2 separate regions of the Sus scrofa genome follow, and region 2 is linked to region 1. A link is a contact called in public Hi-C data. All regions are on one chromosome and are shown on one strand. The core of a region is the stretch at or near the end of the contact, and the rest is flanking DNA. Distances in the headings are between cores, read along the strand shown. Region 1 has its middle 7.4 kb from the start of MIR99A. Region 2 has its middle 210 kb from the start of MIRLET7C.

Evidence for each region. Hi-C and Micro-C count contacts between places; a contact is called where the count stands out from the background.
Region 2: a contact with region 1 is called in a Hi-C map of liver, with 5 times the contacts expected there. The contact joins two enhancer-like sites. A contact is called at or near these places in 3 of 47 Hi-C or Micro-C datasets (liver and skeletal muscle).

Annotation. Positions count from the first base shown.
Region 1 is chr13:181,292,367-181,297,826 of Sscrofa11.1, forward strand. It overlaps a transcript of LOC106508546 not described here. Among named protein-coding and RNA genes, the nearest start is that of MIR99A, 7.4 kb to the right of the region's middle. Within about 2 kb of position 2,510, at least 4 of the 83 cell types and tissues checked have an H3K27ac peak or open chromatin away from gene starts, as enhancers often do. A contact at or near this core is called in liver, where this site is marked.
Region 2 is chr13:181,509,398-181,514,857 of Sscrofa11.1, forward strand. No RefSeq gene overlaps it. Among named protein-coding and RNA genes, the nearest start is that of MIRLET7C, 210 kb to the left of the region's middle. Within about 2 kb of position 3,049, at least 1 of the 83 cell types and tissues checked has an H3K27ac peak or open chromatin away from gene starts, as enhancers often do. A contact at or near this core is called in liver, where this site is marked.

The DNA.
Region 1 (5,460 bases), core at 1,260-3,759:
AGCTTTTTTTAAATTTTCTCGATAAATTTTATTTCATTTATAGTTGTACAACAGTCAACACAGAGGTTGGAGCTTTGATTATTGGTCTAATTTTTTTCTCTTTTCCAATGCATGCAATCAGTAAAATCAGTCTCCCTCTGAGCACTGGTGTTGTGTTGTCCCACACACTTTGCTATGTTATATCTTCACTTTCATTCATTCCAATGTATTTTTCTTTTTTTCCCTGAGACTTCCCCTTTGACCTATAGACATTTGGAAGCGTGTTGATGCTGTTCCAAGTATTGGAGATTTTTCCTTAACTTGCCTTGTTGGTTTCTAGTTTAATTACATTGTGGTCAGAAAAGACACCCTCTATGATTTCACTTATTTTTAATTTGATGAGATTTGCTTTATTGACCAGGATATGACCTATCTCGGAATATGTTTTGGGGCACTTAAAAAGAATGTATATTATGCTGTTGTTGGGCGGTATGTTCTAAAAATGTCAATTAGATCCTGCTGGTTGATGATGATGATTTCTATATCTGTGCTAATTTTCTGTCTAGTTCTATTAATTGTTGAGAGAGGTGTGTTGAAGTTTACAGCTTTAGTCATGAATTTGTCTGATTTTTTTTATTTTATTGGCCTTCATGCTACACAGTTTGCAGCTGTTTTTTGTTTGGTGTATACACATGCAGGATTGTGACATCTTCTTGTTAAATTATCTATTTTTTAATCATTTTAAGATGTTTGTCTCTGGGATTTTTTTTTTTTTTTACTTTCAAGTCTTTTTTATTTTAATATCATTGTCTTTGATTTTGCATGATATATATTGTTTCCAACATTTTACTTTCAACTAGTGTATTTTATATTAACATGTTTTAATTGAATTCCTTGTAGATAGCATATAAGTGAGCCATTTTTTTTAACTCCACCATACAGATCTCTTCATTTTAATTGGTACATTCTGACAATTTACATTTAATTTAGTTATTGATATGTTATGATTTGAGCCTACCATTTTGTTATGTTTTCTATTTTTTTCTCTCTGATTTTCATTTCTTTTACCTTCCTGTGGGTTACTTGAACAATTTTTAGAATTTTGACATACCTAGTGTTTTTCAGTGTATTTCTTTGTGTAGTTTTTGACATAGTTTTAGTTGCTTTATATATTAAATTATATACACATAACTTATCACAGACTACTTACTGGTGTCTTCATTTTGCTAGTTCAGGTGAAATATGTAAACATTGCCTCCTTTGTTTTGTACCTTTATCCACTTATAAATTCTCTTAAATGTTTCCTCTACATACTTTTAATAACTACATCAGATAGTGCTAAATTTTTATTTCTACCATCAAGCAAAATTTAGAAAACTCCAGAGAAGGAAAGTCTACTATTTTTACTCATATTTTTGTTATTGAATTCTTTCTTCCTTTCTAAAATTCCAAAGTCCTTCTTTTATCATTTCCTTTCTGTTTGGACAACTTCCCTTACCCATTCTTTTAGGGTAGGCTTACTGTTGAAAATTACCAGAGTGTTATTTCGTCAGATAGTGTTTTGATTTCTCCTTCATTCCTAGAGGATATTTTCCATAGACATAGGATCCTGGGTTAACAGTTCTTTTTCTTTCAACCCTTATAAATGTTGTGGCCCTTCCTTCAGGCAACAGTGGTTTCTGATGAAAAACTCACTTGTCAGAATTGTTTTTCCTGTATAGGTAAGGTTCTGTTTTTCTCTTGCTGCTTTCAAGATTTTTTCTTTGTCTTTAGTTTTCAGAAGTTTGACTAAGATGTGTTTTGGTGTGGATTTCTTTGGGTATTTCCTGCTTGTGGTTTGCTTAGCTTCTTGAGTCTGTATGCCTTCTGCTAAATTTGGGGAGTTTCCAGCCATTATTTCTTTGACCATGTTTTATACCTTGCCCTCTTTATTCTCTCTTTCTGGGACTCCAGTGGCAAAATATTTTCTCTTTTCTTATAGTTCCATAGTTGCCTAAGTCTCTGTTACCTAATTTTTTTAAAAGTATATTTGCTTTGATTGGTTCAGATTGGGTTATTTCTATTGTCTAGCTTCTAATTCACTGATTCTTTCCTCTGTCCCTCTTTTTTCTTTTTTTTTTTTTTTAAACTTCAGCTAAATACATTTTCCAGTTCTAAAATTTCCATCTGGTTATTCTTTATATTCTATTTACTTGCTAAGACTTTTAATTTTTTAAAAGTTGATTTCAACCGTATTCCTAATTCCTCATTGAAGCATTTTCATGATGGCTGCTTTAAAAACTTTGTGAGGCAGTTTCGACATCTCTCTCTTCTTAGTGCTCACATGCACTCTGTCTTTTTACATTCAGTTTGAGATCTTCCTGCTTTGCTGTATAGCAAACCATTCTCAACTGAAACCTTGACATTTGGGTATCATGCTCTGAGACACTAGATCTCATTTAAACTTTCTGTTTTAAGTAGCTTCCTCTGACACTAATCCAGCAGGGAAAGGGCAGCACAGTCTTGTCACTGCCAGGTGTAGGTGGAAGTCCAGGTTGTTACTGCAGGGAGGGGATCAGAGTCCCTGTTTCCCTGCAGGCCTTCACCAATGCCTTCCTAGAGAGGAAGGACTGGAGTGATTTGTTACTACTCCCTTAATGACATTTTCCGGCCTAAAGGTTGGGGGAATAGCGGCGTTGTGTCGTGACTACTGGACATTTTCTAATGTCCTGAGTCTCTGCTAGCCCTCTCTTGTCTGACATCTTAGCAGGAAGAAGAAGAATACCTCATTACTTTTGAGTTGGGGTGGATGTCCAGAACTCCATAAAGTCTCCACTGATGCTGCATGTTGGCAGGGGAAGGGACCCTGTTATCCCCTGACAAGGCTGAAAGGTCCAATCCTCCTCTCTGACTTTCCTATACTGCCCTGAGGTTGGGTAGAGGAGGTTGGGATATTTTGCTCTAGCCTAACAAGCATGGTGCTAGGTACCCTGCTCTGACTTTGCAGGTATGGGGTGGGTGTTTGACTGGAAAAAAGTGGTATTGTCCTAGTGCTTTCTGTCTTTCTAGCCTGCTGCATTCCTGATTGGGGCTTTTTGGAGATTTTTTTGGTCTGCACTGGTTTCTGTCTCTGGGGGGCAGGCTTCTTCTGCTTCAAGTTTTGAATTTGTGAAGCAAACTTAAAATCCAGGGACCCTACCACCATATTGTTCCTTGGGTCCCGAGGTCCCTAACTGGATTATCTTCTCTCCATCTTTCAGAGTCTCCCTATGTTTGTTTTATTATATGCAATGTTCAGGGATTTGAGTTGTACTTAGGAGGATTTGGGTAAAACTACACCTACTCTATCTCTCTGGAAGTGAACATCTCCTCTGTCTTCTGCTTTTGTTTTTGCTTTTTAATTGGGAGAGCAACATAACACTTTTCACATGAGGTACTTTTAGGGATCAAACATAATTATGACAAACTGATTAATATATTTTGTATTAAAAAGAGAAACTTTAAAATAGCAAGACAGGAATTCCTGTTGTGGCACAGTGAAAACAAATCCAACTAATATCCATGAGGATGCGGGTTCAATCCCTGGTCTCACACAGTGAACTGTGGTGTAGGTCACAGATGCAGCTCGGATCCTGCATTGCTGTGGCTGTGACATAGGCCAGCAGCTGTAGCTCTCATTTGACCCCTAGCCTGATAACTTCCATATGCTGCCAGTGCAGCCCTAAACAGCAAAAAAAAAAAAAAAAAAAAAAAAAACGCAAGATGACAGAAATCATCTCTATCTGTAATCCATTTTTTAATATCTACTTTTCTTCCAATTTCCTATTCTTATCATTGTGTTTCTTGATGAGCAATAAATGCTCCTTCAGGACCCACAACACTTCTGTGAAGAAGTGAGCTTTTCTTACTTGAAAGTTCTTCCTGAATGACTCCCACCTGGGGGCATGTCCATTTGACTCATTGCTGTTCCCCTGTGTCTATCACACAGCCTGGCCACATACACCTACTTAAATAATTGCTGAATAAGTGAACGAGAACACAACATTTTCTTTCTGTGAGGACTTATCTACTTTCTTCTGGCTGTGCTAAAGCATGGGGCACATGTGTTGGCTGGGCTTGTTCCCCCACCAGGCACTCCAAGGCATGTGCTTAGGACAGTACTAAAATTTATCCACAATTTTGCAATCTAGAAAAAAAAAGCAAATTTTTAATTTCAGCACATGTGTAAGTTTTTATTTTATGGTTTAGAATTGTTTGTATTCTGAATTACATATGGGGAAAACATCAGAATGGTTTCCATGCATGTGCGTGTATGCATACTCACTCCTATCCTTCCTCAAGAAAGTGACTCAAAGACCATAACTCAAAAAAGACCAGAGACCGTTTCCAAGATATTTGCTAGATCCTTGAATTCTTTTGGTTTTGTTTATTTTTTTATAGGCAAGTAATGGTTTGATTACCTTTTCCAGTCTTTGTCTGGTATTGTGCAATATATATGTCTATATGTGAGTGTCTGTACATGGAGGAGGGATAACATTCATCCATAGTTTTGTAAGGCACTGAATATAATTTTAAAATTGTGCAAAGATAATTATAAAGATTCCCCATCTTAGAAAAACTGAAGCATTTTTTAATGCAGGAAAGGCAACCATAATTCTTTTTGGTACTACTGAGTATGTTTCGCTTAAATACTAATAGCACTTGCTTTCCCACTGAGCTATAGATTTTGCTTAAGGAAATGGTGAAAGATTTCATTCACTGTACTTTTGTTAGAAAGTATGGAAATGTTTGTCCACGGGAACTTCTGTCGCCTGTGAGAATGGAAATCCATTGAGGTGAGGGAACCCTTTCATTTGATTGCCTAGAAGCTGTTGATACATTCCTTGTATCTTTCAACGGGATCTTTCACGCCACACAGGAAAACTGTAGCTGGTGAAGGAACAGAAAGAGCACTTCTTCCATGAGTCAAATCTTAGCAAACTTGCACAGCAGCTGTGCTAGGTACTGCTGAGGATTACCCCAGGACCCAGTTGCAGGGGTGTGCGCGGTTGAAGAGACAACTGGCATCCCTCAGGGGACCACTTTGACGGAGATTGAAGCAATAATGCATCCCCACTGCTGCTGGAGGATATTGTGGCCGTGTAGTACAAAACTGGTGCCAGATAAAAATCAGAAAGTAATAAAAAGCAAGACAAAACTCAAGAGCTTTTCAATCTTAATGCAAGGGACTAAAACAAACGTCCTGGGCTTGTTGCATTCACTCAGAAAGGAAAAGGGGGCAGGGGAAGGGAAAACTTGCAGAGACTTCAGTCTTTTCCTTTGAGAACCATTTGTGTTGTGAAATAAAGTTACGGAGTAGGCATGTTCAGACCTTTATTTGCTACATTTAGTCTGAAGGATTCCCCCCCAGCACACACACACCCTTAACTACAAGAAGCCAGAGTTTTCTGTGCAAACTGAAACAGGCGTTGCAAGAATCAGATTCACTTTGGACGACTCTTC
Region 2 (5,460 bases), core at 1,799-4,298, 220 kb after region 1:
TGTCCACATCTCATTAGAGTCATTTTGTCCCTTATAGTACAACATGTTATATGTTTAATGTTAAGGAGCACTATTTGAAATTAACATCAAATCAAAGCCTTTAAACATTTACTTACTTCCTTGTGACCAAAATCAAACTTTTGATATTTAACTTGTCACCATCAGCTCTGTAGATGTTTGGAAATCTAGTTTAGATTGATCTCTTTTTCTGTTTTTACCAGATAATTGTTTTTAAAAAAAGCAAAAAACCTCTGTCCCTTTCAGGGGAATGGTGTGCAACAGATCAACATCTTGGTGCTAAATTGGCAGGTGAGTAATTCTAGAAGCAGTGTGCTGTATTTGATGACAGTTGTTAAAGTCATGGACTGCTGTTTCTCTATGTCATTTGCTTTCTTTTTCTTAATGAGATATAAAAATTCATTCTCATCTTTTTAATTTTATTGATTTTCTTGCTCTATCCCCCATGCTACATATTGTCACTCTAAGCCATGTGTTTAAATGGTGGTGTTCCCCAAAGATCTAGAAACTTTAATTTTTTGTTATAAGATTAGATTTTATTTAAATAAATCATAAAGGAACTTTTATGTTTCATTAGTCATTCTCCTCCTCTTTCTCTGTTTCTTATCCCATTCTAGCTTTGGGGAAAAGTGGTATGCTAATAAGGATTATAATTAGACAATACATGGGTAGAGCATGTTAATACTGAATGACGCTTACATAGTATTTCTTTTTGACTGATGGCTAAAGCATCATGGAGTGGTTCTTTGGTAAAGGATCAGATGAATCTGTACACTATCTTTAGTAGAAACAAGCTCTCTGAAAAAAACATTTCTAGCCACTTCCTATCACAGATAGTACAATGAATATAAAGAAACTTACTCCTATAAATCAAGTCCCCTATTTCTTTTATGATTTACTTTCCCCATCATTGTTGTTAATATTGTTTTATCCCAGCAAGTTCCAGTACTCAATTCTAACTCTTTAGAGGAGCTTAAATATTTGTATACAGGTATTTCATAGCTCTGTCTTGATTAATCTAATTCCTAAAGCTGATTGCAAAAAGTTTAGTATAAAAAAATGTCAAGAAGAAACATAATAGACAATTGGAAACACCTACCCTGAAGATCATGTACAACAATGTTTTATACATTCTATAAAAAAGTTTACAATATTGCTTGCAATTTTAAGTACCCATATACAGACATCCAGGCACAGCTGAGCTATAACTTATTCAAATTACAATGTCATAGTTTCATTACATTTTGTTAGCCCTTTCATAGTACTCCAAATAATCCTCACACATTTAACAAGGTCTCAGACTTCTTTTTTTTTTTTCTCCAAATAAAGTAAATCCAGGAAATTCAGAAAGTTGCAGTTAGCTTAGTTTGATTACAAACATCTGTCACTGGCACGCATTACGCACTGCTTACCTGTGTCTCCAGTTTAGCACTCTGTGGTAGCCTTAAATTACCCAACTCAACAATCAGACAAAACTCAATCATCTTGAAACATTTTTCAAGTTTTGGTTTTAAATTTTAGTGTAAATTAGCCAACTGCACCTTTTTAAATAACTTGACAATTTAAGCTCAGAAAAAGTTGCATTTGGGGAAATGTTGCCATTTAGGGAAACTCCCATCATGATGGTAGCTATTAAATTTTTACTAAGATGTTGTCAGTTCCAGTTCAGTAAAATACCTCCATTTTAACATAAAAGTTTATACAACTTAAACTCAAAGTTAGTAATGTAAAACATGTAGCTCAAAATTTGTTTTACTCCAGTAATATAATATTCACAGTCACCCTGAGAAATGTGTCCTTTGATCCCCAGTAAAGAGGTAAAGAAAGTGAGGCTTAGAGAAGTTAAGTAACAGGCCCCAAGGCAACGCCAGCTGCTATGGGGTTTACCCAGGATTTGATTTCAGGCTATTCTGACTCCAAAGACATTAGTCCAGGTTAAATGTAATTGATGTCTATGCTTTATTCCACTTTTTTTCTGTTCTTGAGAGAACTGGTCAACCATGCAAAACCTCTCCTATGTACTGTCATCTATAGAGATTTCTCTCTTTTAAAATATATCAAGGGCAGAGATTATTTCAGGTTTTGTTGTTGCTCCCATAGCTTCAAAGCCTAGGCTTTGCACAGTGGGAATGAGATCTGTTTTGCTACTTGACCAAAATGCCTTAAGCAACTAATACTAATTTTTCTTAGCAGACACAGAGTGAGTTTACTGTCTAACTATTGTCAATGAATTTCAATAGAACAATCCCAGGCCTACCTTCTTTTACTCTCTACATTTTTGTTTGTTTTTAGCCAAAATGGCTAAATTAGAATGAAATTGGGGTGCTTTTATTCTTTTTTCTATTCATGAAAGTGCCCTGACTTGTGAAAGGAAGTAAAATATTGCCAGAAAACTAAAAGAAGAAGCAAGTCAACTGCCTGCCTGCTGAAGAGGGATGTAACTGACTCATCTGGAAGTTCACTAGGAGGCTTTTTTTTTTTTTTTTTTATTTTATAAATTAGATGGGTGACTACTATTTTTGCTATAGGTGCTATCCTGGTGCTTTCCAGATACTTCTTTTTTAAAAGGCAGGCAGGGATCTACAATTATGGGTTGCCCTATATCTGCCTTTTATGAGGGGCATTTGGAAAGAAAACCTGCTAGCACTTGCTGTTGGTTGGGAATCACCACAGACCAACTGTGATTCTAAATGTGGATGCTTTAGCAGGATGCCAGCTATTTGGTTCCTGGAAAATGTACTATAAGTTTTAATGTTTTCATTGTGCCATTGATATATGTGTTTGTATCTGTGTATGTATACATATATACATATATATATATATATATATATTTCAAATTTATTATTTGGGAACCACAAGAAAGAAATGTATTTTATAACTGTTCAGTTAAATAAAATTAAACAAAAACATTATCCAGTAACAGTGAGACTCTTTCTCAGCCAATGAATTCTTTCAGCAGTTGGCTTTAGTGGGAATAGGATAATGTTTAACCCATAATCGTGCTTTGAAATTTGCCAACTGCCCTCTCCCTTTGATCACTCCAAAGAGAAATATGTTCTTGTCTGTTTGAAAGAGAACCAGATACTCTGTACTTTGGTTACAGACACTCTGCTTGGTCACCAGATTTATAACTGAAGTTTACAATGAAAAGAAATTATGAAGAAGAAAAGAAAAGCTGTTGAAATTCAGAAAACAGTACCTAAAGAGGAGTACTTTTTATAGCACTTTTTTATGGGGACGTAAGACAAGGCTTCACAATATACTTGTAACCTAAAAGAAATTAGTTTGCCCCAATATTAAATGTTAGGTCCTTTTAATGCCACCAAGAAGAGACTGACCGCAATTGTTCAGCGGATAATGTTGGTGATTATGAGAAAAGGAATAAACTTATGAGGGGCAATTAAGAAAGAAAGTTCTAAATACACTTGTATTTCCAGAGATAGTGAAGTGAACAGTCTGTTTGGGTGAGCATCAGAGGATTCTTAAGGGCCACAGAGCATTTTGTCAGCAGAGTACAATGCATAGACTTAAATATTATGGAGAATCTCTTTGATTTGAAATCTCACTTCCTAGATAAAATTCCATGAAAAAAAAAAAAGTCTGACTTGACTAGTCTTTCAATTTTAACTCTTTGGTATCCTCCAAGAAGAATTTAGTTCTTCATGGGAAAAATATTTGGAAAAGCTCAAGTTTTAGAATAATTCATTTTTCCTCACAATTAAAAAAATTCATATAATGAAATTAGTTAAGCTTTGTAAGTTGGAGCAAACAGAAGCCAGTAGTCTTAGAAGTTAACTGTAGACATTTAATGGCTCAGGCTTTTATGTATTTTCCTCCATCTTTCTCTGACCCTCATCTGGATGGACATTTTTATAACGTGTTCACTCAGATGTGTATTGAAAATACAGTGGACCCTTGAACAACACAAGTTTAAACTGGATGGGTCCTCTCATAATGTGTATTTTTTTTCAATAAATGTGAACTACAGTACTATATGATGCTTGCATATGTAGTTCCATGGTTGTGGAACCATGGATCTGAGGGCAGGCTGTAAGTCTATACATGCATTTTTTACTTCAAGGAGGGTTAGTGCCCCTCACTCCAACATTGTTCAAGGGTAAACTGGATGGCTATATTGGATTTAGAAACAAAGAGGGAAGCTTATAATGTTATTGGCAACAATGTAGTTAATGAAACCATAACGCACTCCAGAATAAAAGTTTGGGAGATATTTTTTTAGAGTGAAAAAATGGCAGAGCTAAGTTATTATATGCTTATATTGTATTAGTGAATTTTAGGTGAATTATGACCTACTGTTTTTATATAAGGATTAGAAGTTTTAGGACATTTCTGAGAAAAGCATATTTTCCATTAGGTTCCTGTTACGACTGCTACTTAACAAATAACCTTGAAACTTTGTAGCTTAAAATAACAATCATTTTATATTACCTCAAAATTTGTGAGTCAAGAATTTAGGCCCAGCTCAGCCAATCAATTCTTCAGATAGATAGGGTAGTGACAAAAGTCATCCAGTGCCATTCATCTGACAGATGGGCTTGTCTGCAGGGTACCAGACAGCTACATACACATGTCTGGTGCTACAGACTGAATCTTTAAGTCCCCCAAAATTCGTATGTTCAAATCCTAACCCAATAGAGCTGTCTTTGGGGTTGAGGCATTTGGGATGCAATTAGGTTATGAGAATGAATCCCTTATAAATGGGATTACTCCTCTTATAAAAGAACCCCAGAGAGGTCTGTCCCCCCTTCTACCATGTGAGGACACAGTGAGAAGACGGCCATCTATAAACCAGGAAGGGGACCATCACCAGAGACTAAATTTGCTGGTGGCTTGATCTTGGACTTCTTTCCTCTGGAACTGTGAGCAATAAAGTTCTGTTGTTTCTAAGCCACCCAGTCTATAGTATTCTGTTATAGTAGCTCTACTGGTCTAGGACATCTGGCGTCTTGATGGATGACTGGAATGCTGAGTTCGGCTGGCACTCCACCACCTGCATATAGCCTCTCCAAAATGGTAGTTTTAGAGGAGTCAGATTTCTTCCATGGTAGTTCAAAGTTTGCAAAGAGTATTCTAAGAGACAAAAGGAGGAAGTTTCTAGCTTCTTAAGGCCCAAAGTAGCATAACATCATTTCTATCATATCTAAGTTGTCAAAGTTTCAAGGGAAGAAGTCATAGGAACCACTTTGGAGTGGGAGGCATTTCAAAAATTTGTAGCCATTTGTTTTGCCATGCTGTGGTTACTAAAATATGCCTATTCAAAATCTATATTTTTAGCAATCTGATCTCAAATCTCAAATAGAGACATTTATTATTGAACATATAGTTTTTATTTTTCATTTTTAAACATTCACAACTCTATAATAAACAAATACAGTGAGGAGACCTTGTCTGGATCCTTAGTTCAGAAAAACAGATGTAAAA